Regions from separate parts of the Mus musculus genome. Here region 1 is linked to region 2. A link is a contact called in public Micro-C data. All regions are on one chromosome and are shown on one strand. The core of a region is the stretch at or near the end of the contact, and the rest is flanking DNA. Distances in the headings are between cores, read along the strand shown. Region 1 overlaps Arpp21 (cyclic AMP-regulated phosphoprotein, 21). Region 2 has its middle 46 kb from the start of Gm39430.

Region 1 (3,168 bases), core at 454-2,953, 180 kb before region 2:
ACAAGAACATACACCAGTACATGAGCACACCTCTAGGACCACTTGTTCTACAAGGGAGATGTGTGTCTATAACCTGAATTCCACACCAGGTACTATTCTGTGAAGGCTGAGCACAAGGGTATCTCAACCCAGTGCTAAAGAGCGCTTCCTTTACATCATGACCGGGGAGAAAAGCCTTGACTGGAGTCCAGCAAGTTACCAGCGTACCTGTCTGTGAGAGGTTTGTAAGCACCTCACACTGCCCCTGGGCATACTCACTCACTTCCGGATCAGCGTCTCCCACCTGACCTGCAAGTGAGCAGGCCAGTGTGTGTGTGTGTGTGTGTGTGTGTGTGTAACTATAATTTACTCCCAAAGATGAAATTTTAGATATCATCATTTTTATTATGAAAAATGTGTCAGCACTTGCACAAAACAGGATCCCGTGTTTTGAGCCTCCATGTGCATAGAAGAGTGTCAGTATTTTGCCTTTTTCCATTCTAGACCTATCATCAACAGCGCCAAGCATAGCCACTCGCGTTGCTGGGTGGACCAGGAGGGAGGGTTGTGGTTTCAGCGCATGGAGAGAGTTGCCAGTGGCTGAAATCAGGCCTGTTTTTTAGTCGCCTTAACTGACTAAGAGTAAAGGTATCGGGGCCATATTTCTGAGAAGTGGGGAGTCCACTGTGCAGCCTTGGGCAGGGCGAGCTGTCCACTTTTGTTTCCAAGGTTCGGATTCTACAGAAACCCAAGGACCCGGATCTGACACTGACACTCAAGGCTCCCTCGGAGTCCTGTGGCCTCAAAATATCATGCTCTGCGTCCTAGGCTACTCGAAGGCACAGAACATCCAACGTGCTTGTTTCATTTCGTCCATCTGTGTTGTCTGTGCACGCAGTAGCATATGCACATACGTGTATTGTGTGAGTGAAGGCCACAGACAACCTTGCAGATCCTTCCTAGGAAACTGTCAGCCTTTTTCTTAGGACAGTGATTCTCACTTACCCAGAACTCCGTGACTAGAGGAGACTTCCTGGTTATGGAGTCTGAAGCATCTTCAAGTCTTTACCTATGCAGCAGTGATATTACAAGCATGTGTTGCCATGCCTACCTTTTTAATATGAATACTAGGGATGAATGTGGGTCCCCACCATTTGGAGTCATACATTTTACCAGCTGAACTATGTTTTCCCTTGGTGTGTGTGTGTGTTTGTGTGTGTGTGTGTGTGTGTGTGTGTGTGTGTGTGTGTGTGTGTGTGTGTGATGCTGTCTAGTAGAGGGGCCTCCTTTCAGAAGTCAGTTAGTCTAAAAGTGACTTGAACAACCCCCTGCCCCCCACCTCATGTTTCTGGCAGATTTTCATCCCAGCATAAAACCAAAATGAAAACCTCTGCTTGGAATAGGAGTATGTTACAGAAAGCCTGCAGGGAATGCTGAAGTACGTTTGGAATCTGACATAAACCCTGCCACTTGAGCACACAGTTCTGATGCCCCACAATTCAAATCCACAGATGATTGCCGGAAGTGTTGAAGATGACCTCCCGTGCCCAGCTCTGTCCTCATCGGGAAAGGCCCAGGCATGCCTCTGAGTGAACTGGCAGCTGCTGTGCCTCTGCAAAGGGAGCAGGCTGCTGCTGGTTGGTTGGCTCTGGAGCAGGTGGCATGGGGTGGGGGCGAGGCTACAGCATTTCCTCTTTAAGGTGGTAGCCAGCTGCTTCCTTGGTCATGTGCCCCAGTGAGTGCCTGCAGGAGGCAGGGGGCCAGGAGTATAGCTGATACAGCAGCCAGCTCCCTGCAGCTGCTGCTCTGTTCTTTGAGCGAAGCATCTCCAGGCCTCTGTGTGGCCTGAGCTGGCATTTAGGGAGGGGCAGCAGAGGAGTGAATACTCTGACTTAAGTGACTTAACCCAGCTGCTGTGCTCCCCGTCCTTGTGTGTGTGTTTGTGTGTGAGTGTGTGTGTGTGTGTGTAGCATAACTGAAGTGACACTTCTCAAAATTCAAATTCCTGAGAAGTTTACAACAGCAAGAAACAGAGGCCAATCTTTTTTTTTTTTTTTTTTTTAATTTTTTTTTATTTATTTTTTTTTTAATTAGGTATTTAGCTCATTTACATTTCCAATGCTATACCAAAAGTCCCCCTTACCCACCCACCCCCACTCCCCTACCCACCCACTCCCCCCCTTTGGCCCTGGCGTTCCCCTGTACCGGGGCACACAAAGTCTGCGTGTCCAATGGGCCTCTCTTTCCAGTGATGGCCAACTAGGCCATCTTTTGATACATATGCAGCTAGAGTCAAGAGCTCAGGGGTACTGGTTAGTTCATAATGTTGTTCCACCTATAGGGTTGAAGATCCCTTTAGCTCCTTGGGTACTTTCTCTAGCTCCTCCATTGGGAGCCCTGTGATCCATCCATTAGCTGACTGTGAGCATCCACTTCTGTGTTTGCTAGGCCCCGGCATAGTCTCACAAGAGACAGCTACATCTGGGTCCTTTCAGTAAAATCTTGCTAGTGTATGCAATGGTGTCAGCATTTGGAAGCTGATTATGGGGTGGATCCCTGGATATGGCAGTCTCTACATGGTCCATCCTTTCATCTCAGCTCCATACTTTGTTTCTGTAACTCCTTCCATGGGTGTTTTGTTCCCACTTCTAAGGAGGGGCATAGTGTCCACACTTCAGTCTTCATTTTTCTTGAGTTTCATGTGTTTAGGAAATTGTATCTTATATCGTGGGTATCCTAGGTTTTGGGCTAGTATCCACTTATCAGTGAGTACATATTGTGTGAGTTCCTTTGTGATTGTGTTACCTCACTCAGGATGATGCTCTCCAGGTCCATCCATTTGGCTAGGAATTTCATAAATTCATTCTTTTTAATAGCTGAGTAGTACTCCATTGTGTAGATGTACCACATTTTCTGTATCCATTCCTCTGTTGAGGGGCATCTGGGTTCTTTCCAGTTTCTGGCTATTATAAATAAGGCTGCTATGAACATAGTGGAGCATGTGTCCTTCTTACCAGTTGGGGCTTCTTCTGGATATATGCCCAGGAGAGGTATTGCTGGATCCTCCGGTAGTACTATGTCCAATTTTCTGAGGAACCGCCAGACTGATTTCCAGAGTGGTTGTACAAGCCTGCAATCCCACCAACAATGGAGGAGTGTTCCTCTTTCTCCACATCCTCGCCAGCATCT
Region 2 (3,043 bases), core at 424-2,923:
AAATTTGATGTTGTTTAATACATGGCCAACAAGATATGTATGGGTCTTGGGGAATAGAGGTAGACACGGGGATGCTTGGGCTAGGTTATAATGGACTGAAACAAATGAGTGGTGGGAAAGGCAGTTGTCAAATTATTCCCTATATTTTTTCATAAGATTCTGGACTAAGGATGGAGAGACATTTCAATGGTTAAACTCCTTGATGTAAAAGCAAGAGGCCTTAAGTACAGATTTCTAAAACCTCTGTAAAACATTGGGTTTACCAGTACATGCTTGTAATTCTAGTACTGATATGCAGGCTGGGGTGGAGGTTGTCACAGGAGCTCACTAGCCAGACAGTCTGTCTCAATCAAGGAGTTACAAGTTGAATGAGAGAGAGACCCTGTCTCAAAAATATGAGATTGATAAATAAACAGACACACACACACACACACACACACACACACACTTGTTTGGGGGACTAAAGAATGTTCAAGATAGACAACCTCTTATCCAGACTAACAAAAAAAGAAGAGAAAAGAAATCTAAACTCATAATTGTATTACCAGAGACAAATGACAGGCATAAAAAACAGATATCACCAAAATCTCCAATATCATTAAGGATGATCTTGAAAATTCCAATGATTTGGGGGAAATGGAAAACTTATAGATACATGTATTCTATCAAAGTTCAAAGGAGAGCTCAGACGAAAGGCAGATTGGTGTCCTAAAGCGATAATAAAGCCAGAACAGAGGACAAGCCCAAGACCAAACCTCAAGAGACAAACTAACATCCGTGTGCCTCAAACAATTCTGTGACATAGAAAGAGAAAGAATGCTCCCCTGCTTGTCTACAAAGTGAGTATGACGCCGACACGAAAACATTAGAAAAAGAGCAAGAAGAGAAAGCTATAACTGCAAAAGAAACCATAAATTCATAACACTAAAGAGTTCACTCTGTGATCATGTTGATCAAGTTGATCATTCTAGGCATGCAAGGATGGCTCAATAAATTCTAATCAATAAACACGATACATGAAGAGGAGATTCAATAACCGTGACACAATATGTAGAACAAAGATAAAATTCACGTGATAATTTCAACCATTCTCGACACTTAAGGATCCTTTTCCCTTCCTATCTCACAGGAACACACAGAGCCACCATTGAGAAAATTCATAATCCTGCTTAAAACCAAATGCAAAGAATACAACTCAAAGTCTGTCTTTCAAGTCCCTATGTTAGCTACTGTGTCTTTTATGTATCTTTTTTTTATTCCATTTTTGAGTGTATTTATTTCCTGTAGAGTGTGTGAGTGTCTCGTGGTGTCAAGTTTTGTGTGATTGATTCTTCAAAGCTCAGACTTTAACTTGCTCTCTAACATATAAAATTGCTCAATGATATGAATTCATAGACAAACATATATAAAGCCTTATCAAAATCAGTCACATTTTGGTTGTGTCAGAGTCACCATGCTTTTCAGTGCTGAAGTATTACGTTCTCTAGAGGTGACAGGAAGTGGTTGCAATTGTTTCATATCTTGTGCTACCTTCATGAAGGTTAACCAGCTCATTTTGGTAAAGCACTCACAACAGAAGGGATACAAATGAGTTGCCCAATAGCAGAACCACACGCAACCCCCAGAGACCTGCCAGCTAGGGTGAAGTCATGGTATCAAGCTTCCAGTGCCAGACAGTCTGATAGGTATAGGCTTTGGTCTGTCTGTCACACTGGACTCAAGGGCTTAGGAATCTCAGCTGACTGATGTCTGTGAAATCAGCCCCAATGGCACCTGTTCAGATGTTTTCCTACGAGGCACGTGTAATGCCACATTTGGTGCAGCGATCTCATTCCACCTGTTTTCTTTATTTACAACAGTTGCAGACCTTTTATAGCTCCGAGTGTGAGGTCATGAGAATTCAATGCCGGCATGGTCTGAGTCAGCCCTGGAATGTGGTGAGCAACATCTGAGGAGCTCTTGTGCTCACTGGCATGAGTCTCGTGTTTCTTTCGGCCCCATCCCTCTCAATCCTCTGTTTTCAGATCTATTGGGTGCACTGACTCTGTCACCCTTTCTGTGTCTGTCTCAGCTTCCAAATTTAACTGCATTAGCATTTTCACTTGGCCATTATCCATCAAGTCTGGACAGGAACCAAGAGCAATGGCAATCACCTGTAATGTTTGAAAGGGTTAACCCCCAGGCCAACGAACCAAAAGGAGTACAGCATACCTTGCATTGGGCTTTCTGTTTGACAATCACTGGATTTTGAGGGCACACTAACCCCCTATGTGGTCACTCTAGTTAATTATATATTTATCTATTTATTTTAGTGTTACAAATTAATAAAAATGCGTGAAGTCCAAGACCTTCAGCCCAATCCACATATTCAGCGAAAGAACACCAACAAAGCCTGGCGAGTGAGGACTAATTTGTTTGCGATGATCTGTACAGCAAAGTACACTTAGTGTACCAAGTGATCACTTCTGCTTTTAAGAAAACACTCAAAATGGACATACCAGACAAGGAGACTGCACTAAGAAATGTAAAATTAACTGTATCTGCCACTGCAACAACAACATATCACCCACTAACGTTTAACTCACCTCATTTTTATTTGATTGTTTGTCTGTTTCTTATTTAACTTGTGCTCTTGTGTTTTAAGCTAAACTGGTCGAATTTGAGCAACGCTCACCTAGAGCATCAGCCTCTCCTTTGGAGCTAGGGATTACAGGGGCTTCTTTGAAAATATAAGGTATTGACAATTCTATAAAAGCAATCACAAAGACAATAACTGCAGCGGCGATACTCAGCAGCCACTCTGGAAGATCTTTGCTGGCTGTAAAACCAGAGTTACTGACCATGGGCTGCTGTTTGACAGGCAATGGAATCTGTTGGGTGAATGGTTCTAGCGTTAACCTTGTCCAAACAAAACAACCGTGATTTTGTATGAAATGATACTAAATGACTCTAAAATGAATTCTAGGCAGCGTTATTAAGCAAAAATGATTGGAATGTCTGTATTTCTAAGAAGCTTATAAAATAGTAGGTTTCACTATGGCTC

The links. A called contact is a pair of places that touch in the nucleus more often than the background predicts.
Region 1: a Micro-C map of muscle stem cells shows a contact between it and region 2, with 4 times the contacts expected there. The contact joins two enhancer-like sites. A contact is called at or near these places in 3 of 484 Hi-C or Micro-C datasets (muscle stem cells, myocytes and nephron progenitors) and 2 of 9 other capture datasets (adipose tissue and liver).

The regions. Positions count from the first base shown.
Region 1 is chr9:112,206,521-112,209,688 of GRCm38.p6, reverse strand. The region is part of intron 1 of Arpp21 (cyclic AMP-regulated phosphoprotein, 21); the gene reads left to right. Among named protein-coding and RNA genes, the nearest start is that of 2310075C17Rik, 19 kb to the left of the region's middle. Within about 2 kb of position 1,703, at least 84 of the 459 cell types and tissues checked have an H3K27ac peak or open chromatin away from gene starts, as enhancers often do. A contact at or near this core is called in muscle stem cells and myocytes, where this site is marked.
Region 2 is chr9:112,022,526-112,025,568 of GRCm38.p6, reverse strand. No RefSeq gene overlaps it. Among named protein-coding and RNA genes, the nearest start is that of Gm39430, 46 kb to the right of the region's middle. Within about 2 kb of position 1,673, at least 19 of the 459 cell types and tissues checked have an H3K27ac peak or open chromatin away from gene starts, as enhancers often do. A contact at or near this core is called in muscle stem cells and myocytes, where this site is marked.